Linked DNA regions of Mus musculus: all the other regions are linked to region 2. Evidence: chromatin contacts called from public HiChIP or PLAC-seq and promoter capture Hi-C data. All regions are on one chromosome and are shown on one strand. The core of a region is the stretch at or near the end of the contact, and the rest is flanking DNA. Distances in the headings are between cores, read along the strand shown.

Region 1 (3,050 bases), core at 223-2,722, 440 kb after region 2:
GAGCTGCCTCATTGCATGGTAGAAGTAGAGGAACCTGCAAGGCATTGGCCAAGGCTTGGTGGTGCCAGGAGACAGGAAAGCAGCAGACGACCTGGGGCTGAGTGGGGGATGGAGGAAGTCAGGAGGCATCCTGGGCACGAGCCAGGGTAGACGTGGGTGTTTGATGTGGGCAAGTGAGGCGGGCTGGGTCAGCCAGTGCTCTTGTTTTCTAGGGTTTTCTCTGCTTGCTCTAGCTACCCCCTCAACCTCTAGTTTCTTTCTTCCCTTTTCTTTTCTTTTCTTTTCTTTTCTTTTCTTTTCTTTTCTTTTCTTTCTTTTTTGTTTTTTTTTTTTGTTACCCAAAGTTTTTCTTTTTTAAGCAGTATTTTATTAGAAAAGGTTTAAAATTATTTTTGCCCATTTTTACCCTCTCCCTGGTTTACTTTAGCTGGAATTTTTATTCATGTATTTTTGAGTAGGCAATGCATGCACGCTCGTGTTCTTACCTAAAAGGAGTGTAAGAAAGCTGGGTGGGGGAGACACAAGCCTTTTACCCCATCACGTGGGAGGCAGAGGCAGGTGGATCTCTCTGAGATTAAGGCCAGCCAGGTTCACAGTGTGTTCCAAGGAGCAGCATAGTGGGACCCTGCCTCAAAAAAACAAAAACAAAACAAAACCAAAAACCAAAAACCAAAAACAAAACCAAAATGTAATCAGGTCTGGATTAAGTCCGAACGCTCCCCACATCTGGGTTCTGTGTATGCCCTCCACCAGTGTTAACTCTTTCGTCAACTGCCCACAGCTGAGCTGAGCCCATCTTGAGCCTTTGGCTTCAGCCCCCCTAGCATGGAAGCCTTGCCAGGGCCATAGGCATCCCCTCCAGACCAGGCTACCCATCTTCAGAGAAGGCAGAGGCTGCAGGCTCAGGGATATCTCAGCTCTGGATTCTGCCCAGCCGTTCCCAAACCTGCAGTTCTAAGTGTTGCGGCTTCTAACTCCAGTCAGAGCCTTCCACGCTGTTCTTCATCTGGCTCTCTGTGGTTTCTCAGAGTTGTTTTGATCCCGAGACCATGAGTCTGCACGTCCCCCTCCCATCACGTAAGGGAGAGTCTTTTTTCTGGCAGAGAGGAGTGTGTAAGTTAGGAAACACAGGTGCTTTGAATTGCACAGTTCTTGGAATTAACAGTCTTGGAGCTCAGATGAGATTTTTAAGGATTATCTATGTTCCTTTTTTTTTTTTTTTTTTAAAAAAAAAATAGGTATACAGAGAATTCATCCCTAGAAAGTAACGTATAATGTCACATCTCCACCCCTGCAACACACAATGTCCTCACACTCAAAGGAACCCCGGTGGAATAGTATGTGGTAGATTGTGACATTCTGTGAGGCTCCTCCCCCAACCAATATCCTGGAAGAGGAGGGAAACGCTCGATTCAGCTATGAGAGGAATGCTTGCGCCTTGGGCATCCACAGTAGCTGGATTGTGGGACTGTGTGCCCTGCCTAGGCCCGGGGCTGACTTCTTAGCTGGCCTTCAAAGGACAGATCGCCATTGAACTCTGGGCAATACCCAAAAGTAGCTCGAGGAAGCCGAGAGCTGTGTTTCTGCAGTGCGCACCATCGATCCATAGCATTTGAAGCTATTTTTCTCTGCAAGCGTCCACAAAATTCATTACTTTACAATGAGCCTGGCAGGGACTGCGGCAGCAGGGAAACTCTACACGGGTCCCAGGCGCTCTCTCTCTCTCTCTCCTGGAATTTCGCCTTGGCAGGTAAATCAAATACCCAGTAAACACACTTGTGAACTTCTCCAAAGCCGCTTCTGTCCGTGGCCTTGGCTGTCCCTCGCGGGTGGCCTTTCATTTTCCTGGGCTTGGCCTGCTTCCCCCATGCACTGGGGTTGAGCCCTGTGGCTGTACAGGTATGGCCAGCTAATCCTGCCAGACAAGGTCAGAAACAATTAATGGGCATAATCTCTCTTTTTTTTTTTTTTTTTTTTTTTACCTGCTAGAGCCAGACTTTCTTTGGTGTCTCTCCTAAGTCTGGAGAAAGGACTGAGAGGAGAATTGAACTTACCCTTCGGATGCACATACCCATTCACTGCTCTGTGCTGCCCCCCACCCCGCCCCCGGGCTGCTCGTTATGAACGCTGAAGCCTTAGGTGGCGGTTATGTTGGAGATGCTGCTTAAATGCTATCTCTCGCGCACTGCCCGATAGCAGTCTGCCTTGTTGCCGCCTCGGGGTGCTGGCCCCCTCCTCAGATCCCTATCTTACCTTGCTGTACACAAAAGAGCTCCTCTCTGGGGGTTCTGAGTTTTGGTTCTCAAAAAAAAAAAAAAGAAAAAAAGAAAAAAAAAGCATTTCAGACGTGCAGCCCCGTCAGAGTGTCAGTCTTTACAGCTGTCAGTCATTCGTGGGATTGTTTTCTCTCCCTCGCCCCGTTTGGCATGGTGTGTATATGCTGCTGGAGATGGAATCCAGTCCTCTCCCCTAGAGTAAGCGCATGGCCTGCCACTGAGGCCACCCCCTCCCTCCTGCCAGGGTTATTTTCCAATATGAATGCCTCCTCTCTGTGAGCACTTTCTTGGTTGAATGTGTAAATTTGGAGTGCACTGCTTTCCAGGAACAGGCCCTGCCTTGGTGACTGACTCTTCCTCTGTCTTGACCTTTGTGGCCAGCCAAGCTCTGTGGGAGCTTCAGGGTATGCAGCTGGTAGGGACCGTGAGGGGATGGATGGCAGGTATTTTAAAGTGGCCTTGAATTGGCTGTCTTCTGGCATCCTCCTGCAGTCGATGGGCAGGTTATTGTGGCCTGTGAAGGCACCTGCTGTCAGAGTGCTTGCCCTCCTGTCAGCTCTGTGACTTGTCTCTTCTCCTTCTGCCTTGCTGAGTGCTGACTGCAGATGATGGTTTTTAGAGCTGCAAGGCCCGGTGGATCTCTTCCCTGCAGCAGTCACTCAAAACCTGGGAGGAGTTCCTGAAGGCTCTCAAGACATCCCTATGACTCCTGCCTCCTGACCACACTTCTGTCACATCTCCCCTGCAAACTGCCCCCTCCCCCTCCCCCCATTC
Region 2 (3,027 bases), core at 394-2,893:
GCATGTGTGTCTATACACCAAGTACATGCTGGGCCTTCAGAGGCCAGAAGTGGGCACCCGATCCCCTGGAACTGAAGTTATAGACATTTGACAGCCCCTAAGTGGGTGCTGGAAATTGAAGCTAGGGCCTCTGGAAGAACAGCCAGTGCTCTTAAAGGTTGGCCCATCTCTCCAGTCCACAAGAACATTTCTTTTAATGTTGAAACAAACCTAAGACCAACATTGATGCACAATTCCTATAAACATGAGCACACATGTGTCTTAAAACATTTGAGCAGGGTACCAAATCTCAGTATATTTAGAAACATTATCTATATAATATTTCTAGAAATAAATAGTAAATTCTGGTACAAAGTGGAGACACAAATCATACAAGTTATTCCAGTACTACTATTCATTAGTATATTACTAATATTCATTAGTATATTAGTATAGCTATGATACTGAAAAAAAAATAACCATGCTCTACAAAGTCCAGCTGAATAGAGAGCAGGGAGAAATGTTAAATGACACCACAGTGTAATTTCACTTCGAGAATGTCAACACCCGGTATGTTAAGATTGTCACACTTGCCGGGCGGTGGTGGCGCACGACTTTAATCCCAGCACTTGGGAGGCAGAGGCAGGCGGATTTCTGAGTTCGAGGCCAGCCTGGTCTACAGAGTGAGTTCCAGGACAGCCAGGGCTATACAGAGAAACCCTGTCTGGGAAAAAAAAAAAAAAAAAAAAAGATTGTCACACTTGACTTTCCTCACTTTAGACAAGATGCTTGAGGTTTCTAGGTCTCAGCTTTCACATCTGCAGAACCTGCGATCCACATCAACCTCTGATGTTTCTTTCAGCACTAACTCCCTACAGCAGCGGTTCTCAACCTTCCTAATACCCGTTACAACAGTTATGGTGACCCCAATCATAAAATCATTCCCATTGCTACTTTATAACTGTAATTTTTGCCGTTTTGAATCGCAATGTAAAAATATCTGATTTGCAGGATAACTGAAATGCAACCCCTGTGAAAGCGTCCTTAGATCCTGAAGGTCGTGACCCGCAGGTTGAGAAACACTGCCCTAAAGACTCTGGCTCTCTCTGGGTTGTTAACGTCATGCCACTAGATGAAGGAGAAAAGCTTGTGTCTAATTAACATGTTTTAACCTTAAACGTAAAATTTAAATGGCGACCTAAAATTGGTACAAGACTAGCAAATTAATTCCCATGTCCACTGTTTGTTTACACTTTTTAGAGGGAGCAGAAAGGATGCCGGGGCAAAGGGGAGTGGCTAAGTAAGGCCAGACAGGTGCCTAGAAACTTGAAGCAGACTCTAGAAGGATCGGAGTGTGGGTGAGTCCGCGTCCCAAGGCAGCTGAAGTGACCAGGCTGGGTCACTCCGTGTAACCGGGCCGGGCTGGAGACTCACTCGGTGGCCTGCACGAAGCCGCATGTGTTCGTCCGGCACACGTAGAAGCTCTTTCCCTTATTCGGGCCATCGCGGACGCCGGTCTTTAAGAAGCAGGCGTCCCCTGAGGAAACAAGAAGGTCAGCATCGGCCACTCCAAGCCAGTCCCACAGTCCCCGGGAGGGAAATCCCGAGACTGAGGCCTTACCGTGCTCCGGACACTTAACCAGGTCCATACCGCAGCCAGGAAGCCCTGGCCCGCCGGGTTTCCGTCTTTGACTCCGCCCCGTCCCGCCCACCACAACACTCCACCAATCAAGCGGGAGAGTCTCTCACTTTCAACCAATTACAGTCTCCCTCAGGCTTGGCGCGCTCTGAAATCAAACTTGGAGTGAGGAGGCGTGGCTGAGCTCCAGTGAGGACGCCGGCATGCTCCCTGGCTTGGGGAAAGCAGGACTTGGAGAGAAGTGGACGAGGCTGAGCTTGGGAGACTCCAGAGGAACCACTAGACCCAGAGGGAGCCAGAGCCGCTTGCCTGCTCGGGAAGCAGCCACTGTGGGCGGGAACACTTCAACTTGAGGCGGCCAAAAGGCGGGAGCATCCCTTAAAACTTTGGGAATCTACTGCATAGTCTGTAATAAGCACAAAGACTCCCTTAGGACCCCGGGCAACCTTTAAATGAGTGCAGGGCGTCCACGGGGTCACCAAAGATTGAACATCTGCACAGATCTCAGTTCCAGGTTCCGCGCTCTTTGAGTCTTAGGCTGCCTTCCCCTGGTGAGGTTCTAAGGACCGCCTGGTGTGGACGCCCTGGGTCTGAGAGAAGAACCTGAGGGCAATACAAGACCTTGCGTGCTTACTAATTTTACATTGTGTGTTTTGCATTGTCAAACCTTTTGAACTTATTTTGCATTTGTACTTTTAAAAAACCGAGAGTGACGCATGGTGGCGCACGCCTTTAATCCCAGCACTTGGAAGGCAGAGGCAGGCAGATTTCTGAGTTCAATGCCAGTCTGGTCTACAAAGTGAGTTCCAGGACAGCCAGGGCTACACAGAGAAACCCTGTCTCGAAAAACCAAAAAGAAAAAAAAAAAGAAAGAAAAGGAAAGGAAAGAACTTGTAATGGATTCTTTCAGTGAGCAGAAGGTGAGGAATGACTATCGGAGCTTGGCTGCAATAGCCATGACTTCATATTTCAGCAGTTGAAGATCATGTGTCTTGGAGTGGCACACACAACTGCTATGAGGACAGAAAAGCTGCAATGTCTAAGAAGTCTGGGCTATATGGAGGCTGTAAATGTTTTAGGAGTTCAGAGTCCAGACAGTCCCGAGGTATCATTTATGAATTAAGCAGTTCTTACTAAATAGCTTTTTTGGTGTCCCAAGAGGAGTAGGTGTTTGAGAAATATAAAGTTCATTTAATGCATACATTTAAAGCAACTGTTCTAACCACAAGGGGCTTACTGAGTGGAAGAAGCTGAACTAGCCTCTACCTAATGCTTAAATAAATATAAAATAGTATATAAATGTCAAGATGAATGGAGTCAGCAGCAAACCCCGGAGAGCTTGAGAGAGAGATGAATTTCCAAGTGCACGCAGTGTGGCACGCCCCACCCCAGTTCTCCAGTGAAAGTTT
Region 3 (2,832 bases), core at 1-2,500, 380 kb after region 2:
ATGCCCACAGGACACCACCAGGCCCAGACCAGCTGGTGGCAAGGACCATCAACTCTAGTGTTAGTCTTGGTGGATGTTAATGTGTCACTGAGCACCAATGTACCAAATGGCTGTGTCATGGCAACAGCAGAAGGGAGCCCACAGAAGCCTCATCGTTGGCACGCTGGGGCCTCCACTGGCAGATTGCTGAGACCCTGGGGGCAGAAGTTAATTTGCATAACTATTTGCAATGCACAGTTTCTTTTTTATTCACTCAAGCTAAATTAAATTCATTTTGGAATTCTCACAGTTGCTTGTTGATGTTTCCCATTGGGGTGAGGCCCTGGGTACATTTTCCCAAATCTAAAGCTGCTTTTGTCTCGAGTCCCCCAACACCTCAAGTCCTCAAGAGTCTCAGATATCAGGTAATACTTTCTCTCTGCACAGTTTTTGAAGATTCACGGGGTGCAGGGCAGGTGGGGGGAGATTAACTCTTTAACTGCTGGGAAATTTTTTATTGTTAATCTGCTGTTCTGCAAAAATAAAAATATCACTAGAACCTTGTGTCGTCCCCCCCCAGTGGACAAATTTACAAACATGCACATACATGTGCGCACATACAAATGAACACATGTGAATATAGACACACACACATATATAAAGACAGCATACACATGTACATACATACCACACACACACACACAATTACACAAATACTCTGGCCTAACTGCTCATGAGAGGCCACCTCCCACCACTTCTTCTGTAGGCAGAAATGCCGGTGTTCATAGCTGTCACTCTGAGGAAGACAGCAGCTGTGTTATTCTATGATTTATAGAACAGATTTGCATTTTCTTGCCTTTGAAGCTTGCCCATAATCTGCCACATAAATATTTGAAAGACAGGGTGGTGGAAACAGACTTACGCAGCTTAATCGAACACTTGGCAGGTAGAATCCTAGGGCTAGGGCTCATTTCAAACACCCACATTGCCTGAGGGCCCTTAGGGTTGTATGTACAAAATTGAAATTCAATGTTTTAACCCTATCCTACAGTCAAAAGACCACTTAAAGAGAAAGCCAGAAGAGCGCCTGTTGGAAGACAACTCTTGGTCTGTGCCTGGTCTCCTAGGCCAAAACCCTGCCTTATTCCCTGCCCTGTTCCAGGAATTGGGAGCCACTCTAGATGCCTCGTTGTGTGGTTGAGTAGGGACCTGACTGAGCTCTGTAGCAGACTGTCCCTGTGATGAATCAGATCTCTAGGTGCACAGGAGACCAGGGCCCCTTCTCAGGAGGCAACCCCCTGGGTTTCCATACATCTGCCCTGAGCCCTTTCATAGCACAGGACACAGAGAGCACCTTTCGCTGCCTTCAATTAGGTGACCACAACCAGACTGTCATTCAGCCGATGGTAAGATCTAAGTCCTACAGTGAAACACCCATTGAAGCTGCTTTTACCTAATTATGCGAGCCAAACATATGCACTTTTATTTTTACAGAAGTCCTATTTATATGCAATGGGGTAAGTACCAAGTGGGAAATGACACTCATTGATTCAATAATCATTTGTTGGCCCTCCATCTGTACTTAAAGAGGATGCAACATTTGCTTTAAGACAAATCAAGACTGTCAATCACAGCCTAGGCCCCTTATCAGACGTGGGGAGGAGGCAGGAAGAAGTGTCCTGGTGTAGAAGACAATGTTAAGATTCAGAAGTGAGGGAGGCAATGCCACCCTGAGACCCAGGTGACTTAGTCCATCCCACTTTGAATTCTGAGTCCAGGACCTCATGTAACTAGGTCACCTTTCTGGCCTCTATTTTCTCATTTGCAAAATAAGGTTGGCTTAACGACCACCACGCCCCTCTTGTGTTGATTTCCTCAGCGACTTGGGTAGAGAGGCAGGATTCAGACGTAGCTGGGTGGTGCAGCAATGCCTTCCAGCCCATCCCCCACCTCTACCTGTGTTCAGAATTGGGACGAGCCCAGAGAGGAGAGAAGTAGGGAGACTGGTGACAGAAGCCAAACTGGGACCCTCTTGAGAAAGCTCAACTTTATGACCCCTACTATCACCAGCCACCCTGGAAGTAACCCGTCCAAACTCCTCACCCTGAGTGACAAACAATCCTGCCCTCGGGTTCCAGACATTCTGTCATGTTGAGGGCTGGAGCTCTTCAGTTCTGTAGACTTTCACACACCAAGAGCCAAAGGCCAGGAAGGCCAGCTGTGTGCAGTTGTGAGAAGGATATCTTCAGGGCTCACAGAAAAGAGGACACAGAGGACTGGGCCACACTAGCATGTTGGTGACCTGAAGCACAGGAGAGGGTCTTAGACTGATGTTGCCTCGTGTATATGATCCACTAGTGTCACAAATGCCACAAAGGAAAAAAGATCTAAAATGAATTTGTTGGAGCTAGAGATTAGCTCCATGGTAGAACCACCTCCAGGCATGCATGGCACCCTGGGTTAATTACCAGCATAACAGAAAGAGAGGAGAGGACAGAGGAGGGGAAGTAGGAGGGAGATGACAAGAGAAGAATTTGAATCTAGTACCAGAAGTGAAAACACATGCTTGTCACCCTAGATATTCAGGAGGCTGAGGCGAGAGGATCGCTTGAGCCCAGGAGTTGGAGGCCAGCCTTGGCAGCATAGTTAAGACCTTGTTTTTAATATGTCTGTTAATATTCTATTTCTATGGTTTTAGTTTGTAGATGTTCCTCAAAGGTCCATGTACTGAATGTTTACCCAACAACATGTGATGCCACTGAGAGGCAGCTGAACCTTTAGGTGGTAGGAGACAAACCTACCTTTAGAGCCTAGGGACAGGGAGCAAGTGACGTCACTGGGGGGAGTGCCCTT

Evidence for each region. Promoter capture Hi-C pulls out the DNA fragments that hold promoters and counts their contacts. HiChIP or PLAC-seq counts read pairs in DNA pulled down with a chosen protein or histone mark.
Region 1: a contact with region 2 is called in an H3K27ac HiChIP or PLAC-seq map of embryonic stem cells, with 2.6 times the contacts expected there. The contact joins the enhancer-like site here to the promoter of Ttf2 in region 2. A contact is called at or near these places in 9 of 39 promoter capture datasets (the HPC-7 cell line, cranial neural crest, embryonic stem cells and 5 more), 1 of 15 datasets of contacts at CTCF or cohesin (large pre-B cells), 2 of 484 Hi-C or Micro-C datasets (the N1E-115 cell line and cortical neurons), 14 of 115 datasets of contacts at active chromatin or transcription factors (the SCID.adh cell line, craniofacial prominence, double positive thymocytes and 7 more) and 2 of 9 other capture datasets (adipose tissue and embryonic stem cells).
Region 3: a contact with region 2 is called in a promoter capture Hi-C map of hippocampal neurons, with 4 times the contacts expected there. The contact joins the enhancer-like site here to the promoter of Ttf2 in region 2. A contact is called at or near these places in 14 of 39 promoter capture datasets (the 3T3-L1 cell line, the C10 cell line, the HPC-7 cell line and 9 more), 1 of 15 datasets of contacts at CTCF or cohesin (large pre-B cells), 9 of 115 datasets of contacts at active chromatin or transcription factors (bone marrow-derived macrophages, embryonic basal ganglia, embryonic forebrain and 6 more) and 4 of 9 other capture datasets (adipose tissue, embryonic stem cells, liver and 1 more).

Annotation. Positions count from the first base shown.
Region 1 is chr3:101,407,694-101,410,743 of GRCm38.p6, forward strand. The region is part of intron 2 of Igsf3 (immunoglobulin superfamily, member 3); the gene reads left to right. Among named protein-coding and RNA genes, the nearest start is that of Igsf3, 32 kb to the left of the region's middle. Within about 2 kb of position 1,473, at least 49 of the 459 cell types and tissues checked have an H3K27ac peak or open chromatin away from gene starts, as enhancers often do. A contact at or near this core is called in craniofacial prominence, embryonic stem cells, extraembryonic endoderm stem cells and 1 more, where this site is marked.
Region 2 is chr3:100,968,020-100,971,046 of GRCm38.p6, forward strand. Ttf2 (transcription termination factor, RNA polymerase II) reads right to left here and starts at 1,644. Exons shown (of 23, transcript NM_001013026.2): 1 at 1,601-1,644; 2 at 1,414-1,516. The coding sequence starts at 1,628.
Region 3 is chr3:101,343,626-101,346,457 of GRCm38.p6, forward strand. It overlaps Gm32900 (predicted gene, 32900), which reads right to left. Exons shown (of 9, transcript NR_166187.1): 7 at 2,083-2,281; 8 at 1-194. Among named protein-coding and RNA genes, the nearest start is that of Gm32900, 9.6 kb to the right of the region's middle. Within about 2 kb of position 1,251, at least 20 of the 459 cell types and tissues checked have an H3K27ac peak or open chromatin away from gene starts, as enhancers often do. A contact at or near this core is called in hippocampal neurons, where this site is marked.